4 separate regions of the Mus musculus genome follow, and regions 1, 2 and 4 are each linked to region 3. The links are chromatin contacts, called in public HiCAR-type, Micro-C and promoter capture Hi-C maps. All regions are on one chromosome and are shown on one strand. Each heading gives the region's core, a stretch centred on a gene start, on an enhancer-like site or on the middle of the called end of the contact. The rest is flanking DNA. Distances are from core to core; before and after follow the strand shown.

Region 1 (2,700 bases), core at 143-2,642, 520 kb before region 3:
CTAAAAGTGAAAAAGAATCGTCACCAATTCATTTAACAAGAGTTTGCTGAAGGGCTGGAGAAATGGCTCTGCGGCTAAGAGGACTTGCTGCTCTGAGTAACTGGGTTCAGTTTCCAGCCCATGGACGGTGGCTCACTTCTTGCTCTAGTTCCAGGGGATCCAATGCCTAATGCCCTCTTACTACTACCTCCAAGAGCACTGTATGAACGCAGCACATATGCACACACGCAGGCAAACACTTAAATACACATATAAACAGGCAAATCTTTAAAAACACCAAATGCTGGCTGAAGATGTGCTATGTACTAAAGACTGATCCAAAAAAAATGGAGGTATCAGAGTGAGTATCCTGCACAATGTAGGGCGAACAGTCAGAAAGACAAACAATACACACTTCCCAAGACCTTTAAGGTGAGCTACTGATTTGAGGAAAAAGCATTCGAGTCAGCAGAAAGAGAAGGAAAGCCAACATACAGAGCGACAGAGGAACAAGGGGTCTTGTAATGCTGGAATGGGCAAGGAAAAAAAATTACATATGAGCAGAAAATAGAATCTGGGCAGTGTTAAGTAGAGAAACCTTGTTAGTGATTTTTACAAGGTTGACGTTAATACAGGCAAGGAATCTAGACAGCTAACTTAACGTCTTTTTTTTTTTTTGCTTCTTTTAAGAATCTGAAATTAAACCAGGGCCGAGGAAGAACAGCAACAACAAAATGGGTCACACTTGAAATTGCACAAGGGACACCGGCTCAGGTATGACAGCTGAACATTCCCCGCCACCACGGTTTCCTGTGATGTCCGTGGCTCTAAGCAGAGGGGGAAGCCACAACTTCCCAACAGAATGACGGGACCAGTCCGACGAACTTGGGAAAAGTCTTTATTTGCCGTGTTAAGCACCATGTGTTTAACCCCGCACCGAACCCAGTGAAGCAGGTGGGGCCGGTGTCTCCCCATCTTAGAGATGAGGGGTCTGAGAGCGACCGCAGGGGCATGATCTAGAGTGGGCTTCACTGAGCCTGAGGTGGGTCGGGCTCGAACTTGCGGGCGACCCTTCGCCCGGCATTCCCGGCTCCCCCGAGAGCCCCGGCCGCACCGCCGACCCTGGCGCTGACTGCGGAGGGCGGCGGCGCCGCACAGGGCCTTGGGGGCTCCAGGAAGGAGCCAACTGCGACCCGGGAGCGCCCTCCTCGCGGAGCCCACCGATCCTCCCCAGCCCGCATTCCGGAACCTCGTTCGAGCCCAACGACCCACTCACAATTCCTTAATCAGCACCATCTTCCGGGAACCCCTCACAGCCGCCGCCGCCAGCCGCCACCGCCGGGCCTCGCAACACGCAAGCGTAGCCCCGCCTCCCAATCGTCCGAGCCCCGGGAGCGCCTGCGCGTCCGCGCCCTTCCGCCGCCGGCCATTGCGTCAGCGCGCCTGGGGGAGCTGACTCCGCCCAGTCCACGCCCCGCTCACGGAGCACGAGGCCTCCACTGCGGCTGCGTGGCCCCTTGGCGCGCTGGTGAGCCTTGGAGCGCGCCTGCGTACTCTCGGCGAGCAGTGGGGCAGCAAGCGCGGCGTCCTCCTGCCAGCGTTAGTCTCTCACGGCGCTGTGCAGCCTATGGTTTCCAGTGAGTTCTCCAGTCGGGACCCTAAACGACGTTGAGTTCGCACAGGTGTGGGAGCCGAGGACGACCTCAGGTTTAGCAGGAGCGTGTTCTAGAAACCCAGACAGACCGGTGTTAAAATCCTGATGTGTTCGCCCCTTGTCCTAACTAACCTTTTTAAGGGTACATCTATCTGGTTTGCCTGTATTGTGTCTGCTCCCTGTGTGTCTCATGCATACTGAGGTTCACGTGTAACTGGAGATGCAGACAGTTGTGAAATGCCATGTGAGTGCTGGGAACCAAACCTGGGTCCTCTGCAAGAACCCCCAGTGTTCTTAACAACTGAGCCCCTGTCCAAACATTGAATCCTCAACAAAAGCAATTTTGCATGAGACAGACCCAGACCCAGTTGGGTAGACTAATTCTAGACGAATTCTACGTGTCTAAGGCATTGGTTTTTCATTATGTGCTTTCGGGGCAAAGAACTCACTACAGGAAGAATGAAAGTTAAATTTTACTAAGACCAATCAGAAGCCCGTCCCAACACGGGCTTTAAGCACTAGTTGACCTAACAACTTTGATAAAACAATTTTGAAACAGTGACTAAGTACTGCTCTTGGACTGCCCTCTGCTTCCTCACTCACTGAACTTAGTAACTTGGGATTCAAGGACCTTTTAGTGGGATTCCTAGGGAGCTGGATAGCTGCAGGAATAATCTTCTTTGTGTCAACGGGCATTTTAGGTAAATTTGATTTCTCTATACTTTGTGTCAAACCATATTTTTTCCCTCATCGAATGATCTTGAAAATATTTTCATAAAAACTAGAAATAGTCTCAAGAATATTCTTCCCCTCTCTAGTGATTGATTTATTTATATTTTATGTACATTGGTGTTTTACCTGCATGTATACCTGGATGAGGTCAGATCCCCTGGAACTGGAGTTTCAAACAGTTGTGAGCTGCCACGTCGTGGGTGCTGGGAATTGAACCCAGATACTCTAGAAGAACCACCAGTGCTCTTAACTGCTGAGCCATCTCTCCAACCCCAGTCCCAAGTGTTCCTTAATTTTGTTAGATATCAGAGCATAGGTCAGTTGTCCCGATTTGG
Region 2 (2,700 bases), core at 184-2,683, 710 kb after region 3:
CGTGTCGTGGCTCCCTGGGGACACGCAAGTCACCGGTCATATCCCGCCCCTGACGCCCCGTGGAGCCCCAAGTAGTCAGGGTCTCCTGTGACTGACAAGTTGGAAGGGGCGGGGCTTAAGGCCTCTGTGTCCAGCCCCTGTCACCCCCCAGCTGCCCCTCTACCCCAGTCAGTGGCGCATTCCTCCAGTAAGTCAGACAGCCAGAGCCACTGACAATGATTGACAGCTCCCCCACGGAAGCCCCATCTCAGCCTGGCCCCCGCATCCGGAGAACGTGAGGTTGGCCCCGTACTCACCTGGGATGGACAGGTGGTGCAGGGGGACATCCCACAGCTGAGGGCACAGCTGCGACATCCAGTCTGCCTGGTCTCCCATGGGAGCTGCAGCTGCGGCGGGTGGGGAGGGGGAGGAAGAGCACAGGGCGCAATGAGTCGGGGGGGGGGGGCAAGGCTCCGTGAAGGGGCGGGGCAGGGCCATGGGTGGACATGGCAGGACTGAACAAGATGGAGCTAGTGGGGAAACTGAGGCAGGAGGCCTGTGACTATGGGCCTGCTGAGCTGTGCTAGGGACCCGCACTCCCCACCCCTTGTGCCCAGGGAACCCGCATTCCAACCCTGGGTGACCCCTGGACCCATGTTCTACCCCGTGACCCCCACTCTCCCCCGCCGTGTGTCCCCTGGACCCGCATTTCCACCCCCGGGTGACTCCTGGGCCCATGCTCCATCCCCCAACCCGTGTGACCTCAGGACCCTCGCTCCCACCACGTGACCCATACTCTCACCCCCACCTCCGTGACCCTGGGATCAGAACTTCCTTCCCCATCCCAGTGTGGCCCTCAGACCTATATTCTCCACCCCACCCCACCCCCACCTCCCACCTGTGACCCTGTTCAGTCACTGACCTGCGGTCCCGGCACCCCGCGGGTGTTCACGTGAGACGGAGGAGGGGGAGCACCAAAGTCCACGCTGTCCCACTAGCGAGTCTGTGGCCCGAGCTCCCTCCCCCAAAAGACTCTGTCCCCTGCAGGGGCGTGGCCGCTGTGATGTCACGCATAGTCAGGACACATGCATGCATACCTTCGGTGCCTACTGTGTGCTCTGGGACGGTCAACACGTTCTTATGCACTGAGCGGCAGACTTCACCCACTCTTCCTACCCTGCTCGGCTCTAGTCCCTGCATTAGGGGTGGGGTGGGGACCAACTCTGACTGGCTCATTCTTCAGCCATAATCCTGGCAGGCCGGGCAGGCTAGCATCTGAGATACAGAGGGGAAAACTGAGGCAGCTAGAAGGGAGGGGGCCACCGAGGCAGCTGGGGCGAGGGGAAACTGAGGCACCGTGTCCCGAGGACTCCCTCCCTCCCTTGTCCCTTCCCCTCTCTTACCAAGCACCAGATCAGACTCCACTGCCAGCGCAGTTAAGTCATGCGTGTGTAGGCATAACCTTTTTTGAAATCTACTTTTAATAAGGGTTCAACCTCTCTTCTAACCTACCACAAGGAGCTGCTGTTCCCAAAGGCTCTGTGATGGGTCTTCCCTTCCAGGGTCAAGCCCTTACAGGCCCTGCATTCCTCTGCCCTGGCTCCAGAGCCAAACTGCCAGGCATCTACTCTTTTCATCCTAACCAGCTGTGGTTTTAAAGCCACAGGATGGTAAACTTTTGTTTCCCTGGCCCAGCAAGGCTCCTTCTCCTCCTCCTCCTCCCCCTCCTCCTCCTCTTTCAGGAATTCGAGCCTGGGGAGGGACACAGGCTGGAGAAGGATGGGCTCAGAGGCAAGTGTGGACTGGGGCACAGGGGGGACCTGAGCCTGGGGTTCCAGGAATTGCCTAGGAGCTCCCCGCATGCCACAAAGGTTCACAGACTTTTCTGTTTACCCCTCCCCCCCCCCCCCCCCGGGCTCTGCAGGATCCCCCACCAGAGGTCTAGGACTGGGTGGTTGTCACTGCCTCCAGCAACCCTCCCTTCCTCTCTCCCTCCCTCCCTTTTTCAGTCCCTCCCCCCTTCACCTGCCAAGGCCTGTGCAGGACTTAAGAGCTCTGCTGATGGTAAACCAGGGAAGCAGTCCCCTGTATGTTACAAGGGAACCCCTGAGTGCTTCCTGAGTGTAACCTCCCCCAGCCTTGAAGCAGGCTGATTCAGACCTTGCTGCCACTGAGTACGAGACCACCTGGGGTGGAGCCTTCTGACTTAGAGGGCTGTATTGTTCTGCCACCTGCCTCTGCTCTACTCCAAGACACTGCTACCTGCTGAGAGGCCCTTGAGATGGAGACTTCAAGCAATCCAGTAATTTACACCTACTTGCCAAACCAGTTCTGTGCAGCAGATGGCACAGGCTGGCAATGGGCATCAAGAATAGATCTGCAGTGGGTGGGCCTCCCCACTTTATAAGCACAGACTCTTAGTAAACTTGGGGGCCTTGAACAGAAACATGTCTTGGCCTCCATTATTTCTCTCCGTACAGCTCGGACCTCCCACTCAGGAACCCAGTTAGTGTGGCCGCAGGCGGTTACACCTGAGACCCACTTGTCCTGTGCCCTCAGCAGGTATCCCCGAGCCCAGTGCAGGTCCCCTGGGCCTTAGTAGGTGTCTAGTCCCCTCATAGGTATTCTCTGACCCGGCAGGTCCAGTGCAGGACTCCTGTGAAATCTGTAGGTGTTCTGTGCCCTCTACAGGTCTCCTGTGCCCCAGAAGGTGTCCTGTAC
Region 3 (2,700 bases), core at 101-2,600:
ACACACACACACACACAGAGCCTTTGATTTGGCATTGGGTCAACATGGCAATATACCCCTCCCCAAATGACAATGTTTGTATACATCAAGTGCTCCAACATGCCCATGCAGTTCCCATGTGACCAGACAGGCAAGAAAAACACCTGAGGCAAACCAAATGCCCATGCTATAAATAATCCCAGCATTTGCAGGAGAATCAGCAGCTCACGGCTATTCTATGTGATGAGCTCTGGGATAGCCTGGACTACAGGAAACCCTGCCTCAAACTTCCCCTCTAACAACAAAAGTTAAGTAAAATAATAAATGAAGGAAAACTGATGCCTTCGGTGAGATGGCTCCAAGGATAAAAGACCTTGTTGCCAAGTTTGACAACCTGAATTTAATGTTAAGAGTCACAAAGTAGACAGAAACATCTTTTACATTTTCCTCTGACCTTCACATGACCATGTTCTCAAGTCTCCGTCCCCACATACAGAATAAGCAAATGTAATAAAAGAGAGAAAATGGATGTGGTGGCACCTGCCTTTAATTCCAATACTCAGGAGGAAGAGGCTGAGGGATATCTGTGAGTTTGAGGTCAGCACGATCTACAAAGAGACAAAGCAAGTTCGAGACCAGTCGGGCCTACAATGTGAGAAGACTCAGTTAAAAAACTTTCAATCCCCAGTTCTCAGGAGGCAGAGGCAGGCAGATCTCTGAGTCTGAAGCCAGCCAGTTCTACTGAGTGAGTTCCAGGACAGGCAGGGATACACAAAGAAATCCTATCTCGACTTCTCCAAAAGAAAGCACAAACAAAACAAAACAAAACAAAACAAGTGGTAGGAAGTACGTAGGGCAGAGCTGGAGAGATGGCTCAGCTATTAAGAGCATCTACTGCTCTCCTGGTTTGGTTACCAGTTTCCACATGGCAGCTCATTACTGCCTGAAACTCCAATTCCAGGACCCGACACATACATGTTTAATATGAATGTTTCACGTGTTTATATACACATACACGGTGCATATAAACTCCTGTAGGCACACACATATACATATGAATAAAATAAGTAAATAAAAAAATGCCTAGGGCAGAGCGAGGAGCCACAACCAGAGATAGTTCTGACATTGACATGCCCAGTCTGCTCCGGCCCCGCCCATATCCTGCCTCCTCTCTCAAGTCCCGCCCAGTATAGGGCTGGGCCCATCGAGGCACCACCCAAACTAAGCCCCGCCCCGCCTTACCACCCACGAGGTGTCCTTCATTTCGGACCCGCCCATTGCCAGCTCCGCCGCCTAAGAGGTCTTGAGCTCCGCAGGCCCCGCCCATCGTCCCGCCTCCACGCAGTGCGGCTGCGCCGGCACCTCGGGCTCCGAGGCCCGGGTGCCGCGGATCTTTTGTTTCCCTGCGGGGCTCCGAGCCGCATCGTCAGTCAGGCCCGGACTTGGAGCTGGAGTGTGTCAGAGCTGAGTCCCGAGTCGGACCGGGTCCCGACTGTCAGCGCCGGGAGGGTACCGAGGAGGACGCCGAGGGAGCGCGCCCCTCCGTCCGCCGGCCTGTGGGACTGGGACCCGGCTCAGGCCTGCCCGATGGGGCACGGGGCCCTGGCGATGAGCCCGCGCCTCCGTCCCCGCGTACGCGGCCCGCCGGCCTCCGCCTGAGCCCAGCGCACCCCGTAGCGCCGCCCCGGGGCCCGAGCCCGGGCTCGCGCCCCCGGCCCGCGCGCGCTATGGAGCCGGGCCGCGGCGGCGTCGAGACCGTGGGCAAGTTCGAGTTCTCTCGCAAGGACCTGATTGGACACGGCGCCTTCGCGGTGGTCTTCAAGGGTCGACACCGCGAGGTGGGTGAGGCTCCCGCGGAGGCCTCGCAATCCCGGACTCCCAGCCCAAGGGACACCTTACCTCCGGTAATCCGTAGAGGGACCCAATTAAGGACCCCCCAGCCCGGGAAACCCACCTGCTACTCTAGCTCCAGAAAACTGGAGACGCCAGCCAGCACAGGATTCCCTACCTAGCCCCGAAGTCAGACCAGTTCTGAGAACCTAACCTGGGACTCCATCCTGGGACTTAAATTCCAGGCCGGCTGACAGACACTCACTATCTGTCTGCCTCTGGCAGCCTCCCATTCCAAGACCCTTGGGACAGCCACCCTAAGCCATCTCTGTGTTCCCTGCTTGGTGGGGAGCAGGAGGGGGGGTTGTTTTCAACCCTGAAGGTTCACGTTTGGCTTTTCAGAAGCACGACCTGGAGGTGGCCGTCAAATGCATTAACAAGAAGAACCTTGCCAAGTCCCAAACACTGCTGGGAAAGGAAATCAAAATCCTGAAGGTGAGCCAGCGCCTCGGGGGAGGGGGAGAGGGTGGGTCAGCTCTTTTCTTGCTCATGAGAAACTTGGATTTGTGTCCTAGGAACTAAAGCACGAAAACATCGTGGCGCTGTATGACTTCCAGGTAAGGCTCAGCGTTGGGCTTGGGGGAGGGGTAAATCTATTCTTGCCCTTGTCCCATCCACTGTTGCTTCAGGACCTAGGTTGCCTGGGGCTGGAGCCCCCCTGAGGGCAGATGATGGCTTTAGATTAGTATTTGGTTTAGGTGAAAGGAGCTGGGTTCTGAATGCCTTGTCTCACGCTTGTCCTACTGTGAGGCCACTTAGGGCCAGGGAGACCTCATCTCTGGTCCAAGTTTTTCCTGGCTTTTCCTAGGTTCTGGGGACCTCTCTAGCTTA
Region 4 (2,858 bases), core at 94-2,593, 570 kb before region 3:
AGAGCATTGCTTCTCTCTGCCATCCAACTGTGAGGTCAGCTGCTGTCACTATACAGGAAGCTCTTAACACAGTGAGCCTAAACAGGGAGGCTGTGTTCCCTAACTCCCCTTGGGGATCTGCTCATGACCTTCCACCATTTCTGTGTTTCCAAATATCTCCAATGCAGCAGCAGTTCATAACAGCAGAAGGCCACAGGCGGGGATGCAAATGCACACTGCTCACAGCATGGCCTGTACATGCAGCTTCAGTTCCCAGAGTGCCTGCCACACACTGGCATTCACTCAGATGATGTGGATGGAAAGTCAAGCCTTGTTTGGATAAATGAGGATGTTGTGAGCAACGGTCCTCACTCAGGCTGTGTAGTGGGGCGGGGTGGTGGGGCGGGGTTTCAGCTGTACCCTTGAACAAGAGCACCCCAGAGCGGGGCTTCCTGACCAGTAACACGCACTCATGGAAAGGTGGAGAGGGTGATGAGACCAGCACCTGAGTATCCAGCTGCTCTACCACCCACATAAGCAACTGTGACTTACGTGTGTGCACATACACACGTGTATTTGCAACAACAGAATAACATTGCTGCCTTTGGTGGAGCCATTCATCTGTCATGCAGCAGAACACACTGCTGCTATCAGACATGGAGGGTCACAAAGCTAAGTCAGGTCAGGTCTGGCCACCTGAGTTCAATCACCCAATAACAGGAGCCAGTTTAATAGTGAGAAGAGAAAAAGGAGGTTTACTCAACGTAGTCACACTTCGAGAGGGACAAAAATATGTGGAAAGCCCCTCAAATTCACCTTTGGGGCCCTAAAGTGAGACTGAAGTTTAAACAGAGGGCCAAGGTTATGTACGTAAGCCCTGGCAGGATGGGTACCGCCCCCAACTGACCCACCGTTGTCAGGGCTCAGTTTTATCCTATGAAACATTCATTGTTATTGTGGAGTCTCTTTCTGGAAGACAACACAGCTTCCCCTCTGACAAGCACATTCTCCTTCTCCCAGCACTAAGAGTCCTGGGGAAATCTACGCTGCTTTGAGTCCAATGTTTAAACAATCTCAAGTCAGAACGAGATAGACCCAAGTGTCTCTCGGGAGTATCTTCATTTCTAGCAGACCAGCTAAACTGGCACAAGCCTCCTTCTCCTTGACTGCAGGCCTGGCTCTAAGCTGGGATGAGGTCAGTCAGCTTGCCTCAGAAAACCCAGTTCTGCAGAAAGGATGGTAAGGTGAGCCTCCCACAGAACAGTTCTTCAATATGCAAGGAACCCACGCTGGGACCTTTAGCCCAGTGAGTGCTGCTGAGAATGAGAACATGGCTCCAGGGTCAGTCAGGTCGAGCTGGCACTAGGTCAGGCACATGGCATCCAGCTGTGGCTCCTACTGTACAGAACCCTTCTTCTGCTGGCTTCACTCCTCTGTGTGAACAGGAAGAGCTAAACTATTAGAGTCCACCGAGGTGAACCAGGACTGAGCAAGCTTAGCTCCAAAGCTACAGATGGTAAAGCAAACATGCCCTTCCCATTCAATGCCTGTGAAACCCCTGTCCACACCCTCAGGCTACAGTTTCTACAGCTCAGCCACCACCCCCAGTAACACTGATAGCCCTAAGCAACTTCCAGCTGGGACAAGTCCTGGGTACTACAAGCCACAAACAACTTCATTTCGAACCCTAAGAGTTGCACACAGCATTCCCTACAAAAGTTTACCTGTGTGCCCGTCAGCCTTCTCCCCAAATTGAGAGGAGACTCAGTTCTAATTAAAGGAGTGAGCCAAATGTAACATAAGCGCCCTCCACAGGCTGGACTCTAGCACACAGGGACTCCACAGTGAGCCAGGCTTCCCAGTGATGCTGGCAAGCTACTAAAGCCAATTAACACAGCAATTTATAGAGTTTGCACTTGGCTATAAGAATTATTTTAAAAATTAAATGGGCCAAAAAAAAAATCCTAGTTCTAGAATCAATCACCTCATGTTTATTTATTTTCGATCTTCTTCGTTTTCCATCCAACTTACAAGCAGTTATTAAAAAAAAAAAAAAAAACAACCAACCCTTTGAGGGAAGAATATGCAACCCAACTAAACTCTGCTCAAGTAGACACCGGCCTGCTGCCTTGACTTCCCAGTTGTCTTCTGGAGGTGTCAGCGTGTCACTGGAGTCACACACAAGCTACGTGTCTTCCTGCAGTAGCTAACGTGTGCATGGCACTTTAGGTGTCGTTTCTACGTGTCTTTCTGCGGTAGCTAACGTGTGCATGGCATTTCACAAGTCATTCCTGTTTAAAGGTGACTGATAAAGAATCATCCTGTAATCCAAGCTATAGACTTTGGGTTGGTGGGATGGCCAGTAAGTAAAGTGCCTGCTGCCAGGCCTCACTGCCTCAGTTCAACCTCTTGGTACCACATGAAAGGAGAGAACCAACTCCTGCAAGCTGTCCTCTGACCCTGATGCATGCTCTGGCGTGCATACACATGTGCATTCAAGTGCCTGCATGTATGCATGAATGTTGTGCCTACATGTATACATGTGCACCACATGTATGCCTGGTGCTTGCAGAGGTCAGAAGAGGGCATCAGATCCCCTGGAACTGGTCATGAGACAACATGTAGATGCCGGGAACCAAACCCAGGTCCTCTGAAAAAAACAGTGAATTTACCTGCTAAGCTGTCTCTTTAGCCCCTAATTTAAAAGAAAGAAGAAAGAAAGAAAGATTGAAGGAAGAGAAACTTAAAATCTTCAAAAAAGGTATTTCCATTGTGACAGAACGAAGTTCCATCCTGTATCAAGTTCCTAAGAGCTCAACTGCTTTAAAAAACAACTTCTTCTCGAAACAACCCAAAGGGCAGGGAACAGAATACAGAAC

The links. Promoter capture Hi-C pulls out the DNA fragments that hold promoters and counts their contacts. A called contact is a pair of places that touch in the nucleus more often than the background predicts. HiCAR-type assays count read pairs that join an accessible place to other places.
Region 1: a HiCAR-type map of astrocytes shows a contact between it and region 3, with 5 times the contacts expected there. The contact joins the promoter of Pitpnb here to the promoter of Ulk1 in region 3. A contact is called at or near these places in 10 of 39 promoter capture datasets (the C10 cell line, the HPC-7 cell line, HPC-7-derived erythroid cells and 6 more), 9 of 484 Hi-C or Micro-C datasets (CD4 T cells, CD8 T cells, embryonic stem cells and 4 more), 25 of 115 datasets of contacts at active chromatin or transcription factors (the 230-238 cell line, the SCID.adh cell line, Th17 cells and 20 more) and 2 of 9 other capture datasets (adipose tissue and liver).
Region 2: a Micro-C map of embryonic stem cells shows a contact between it and region 3, with 3 times the contacts expected there. The contact joins the promoter of Plcxd1 here to the promoter of Ulk1 in region 3. A contact is called at or near these places in 1 of 39 promoter capture datasets (pre-B cells), 1 of 484 Hi-C or Micro-C datasets (embryonic stem cells) and 1 of 115 datasets of contacts at active chromatin or transcription factors (pancreatic cancer cells).
Region 4: a contact with region 3 is called in a promoter capture Hi-C map of liver, with 2.0 times the contacts expected there. The contact joins the enhancer-like site here to the promoter of Ulk1 in region 3. A contact is called at or near these places in 3 of 39 promoter capture datasets (hippocampal neurons, liver and second pharyngeal arch cranial neural crest), 4 of 115 datasets of contacts at active chromatin or transcription factors (cardiomyocytes, embryonic basal ganglia, embryonic stem cells and 1 more) and 1 of 9 other capture datasets (embryonic stem cells).

Annotation. Positions count from the first base shown.
Region 1 is chr5:111,329,389-111,332,088 of GRCm38.p6, reverse strand. Pitpnb (phosphatidylinositol transfer protein, beta) reads right to left here and starts at 1,392. Exons shown (of 12, transcript NM_019640.5): 1 at 1,256-1,392. The coding sequence starts at 1,275.
Region 2 is chr5:110,098,702-110,101,401 of GRCm38.p6, reverse strand. Plcxd1 (phosphatidylinositol-specific phospholipase C, X domain containing 1) reads right to left here and starts at 1,433. Exons shown (of 8, transcript NM_207279.2): 1 at 1,383-1,433; 2 at 1,077-1,254; 3 at 297-386; 4 at 1-14. The coding sequence starts at 1,215.
Region 3 is chr5:110,808,731-110,811,430 of GRCm38.p6, reverse strand. It overlaps Ulk1 (unc-51 like kinase 1), which reads left to right and starts at 1,350. Exons shown (of 28, transcript NM_009469.3): 1 at 1,350-1,817; 2 at 2,212-2,304; 3 at 2,385-2,426. The coding sequence starts at 1,707.
Region 4 is chr5:111,377,251-111,380,108 of GRCm38.p6, reverse strand. All of the region lies in intron 8 of Pitpnb (phosphatidylinositol transfer protein, beta), which reads right to left. Among named protein-coding and RNA genes, the nearest start is that of Gm36027, 23 kb to the right of the region's middle. Within about 2 kb of position 1,343, at least 29 of the 459 cell types and tissues checked have an H3K27ac peak or open chromatin away from gene starts, as enhancers often do. A contact at or near this core is called in liver, where this site is marked.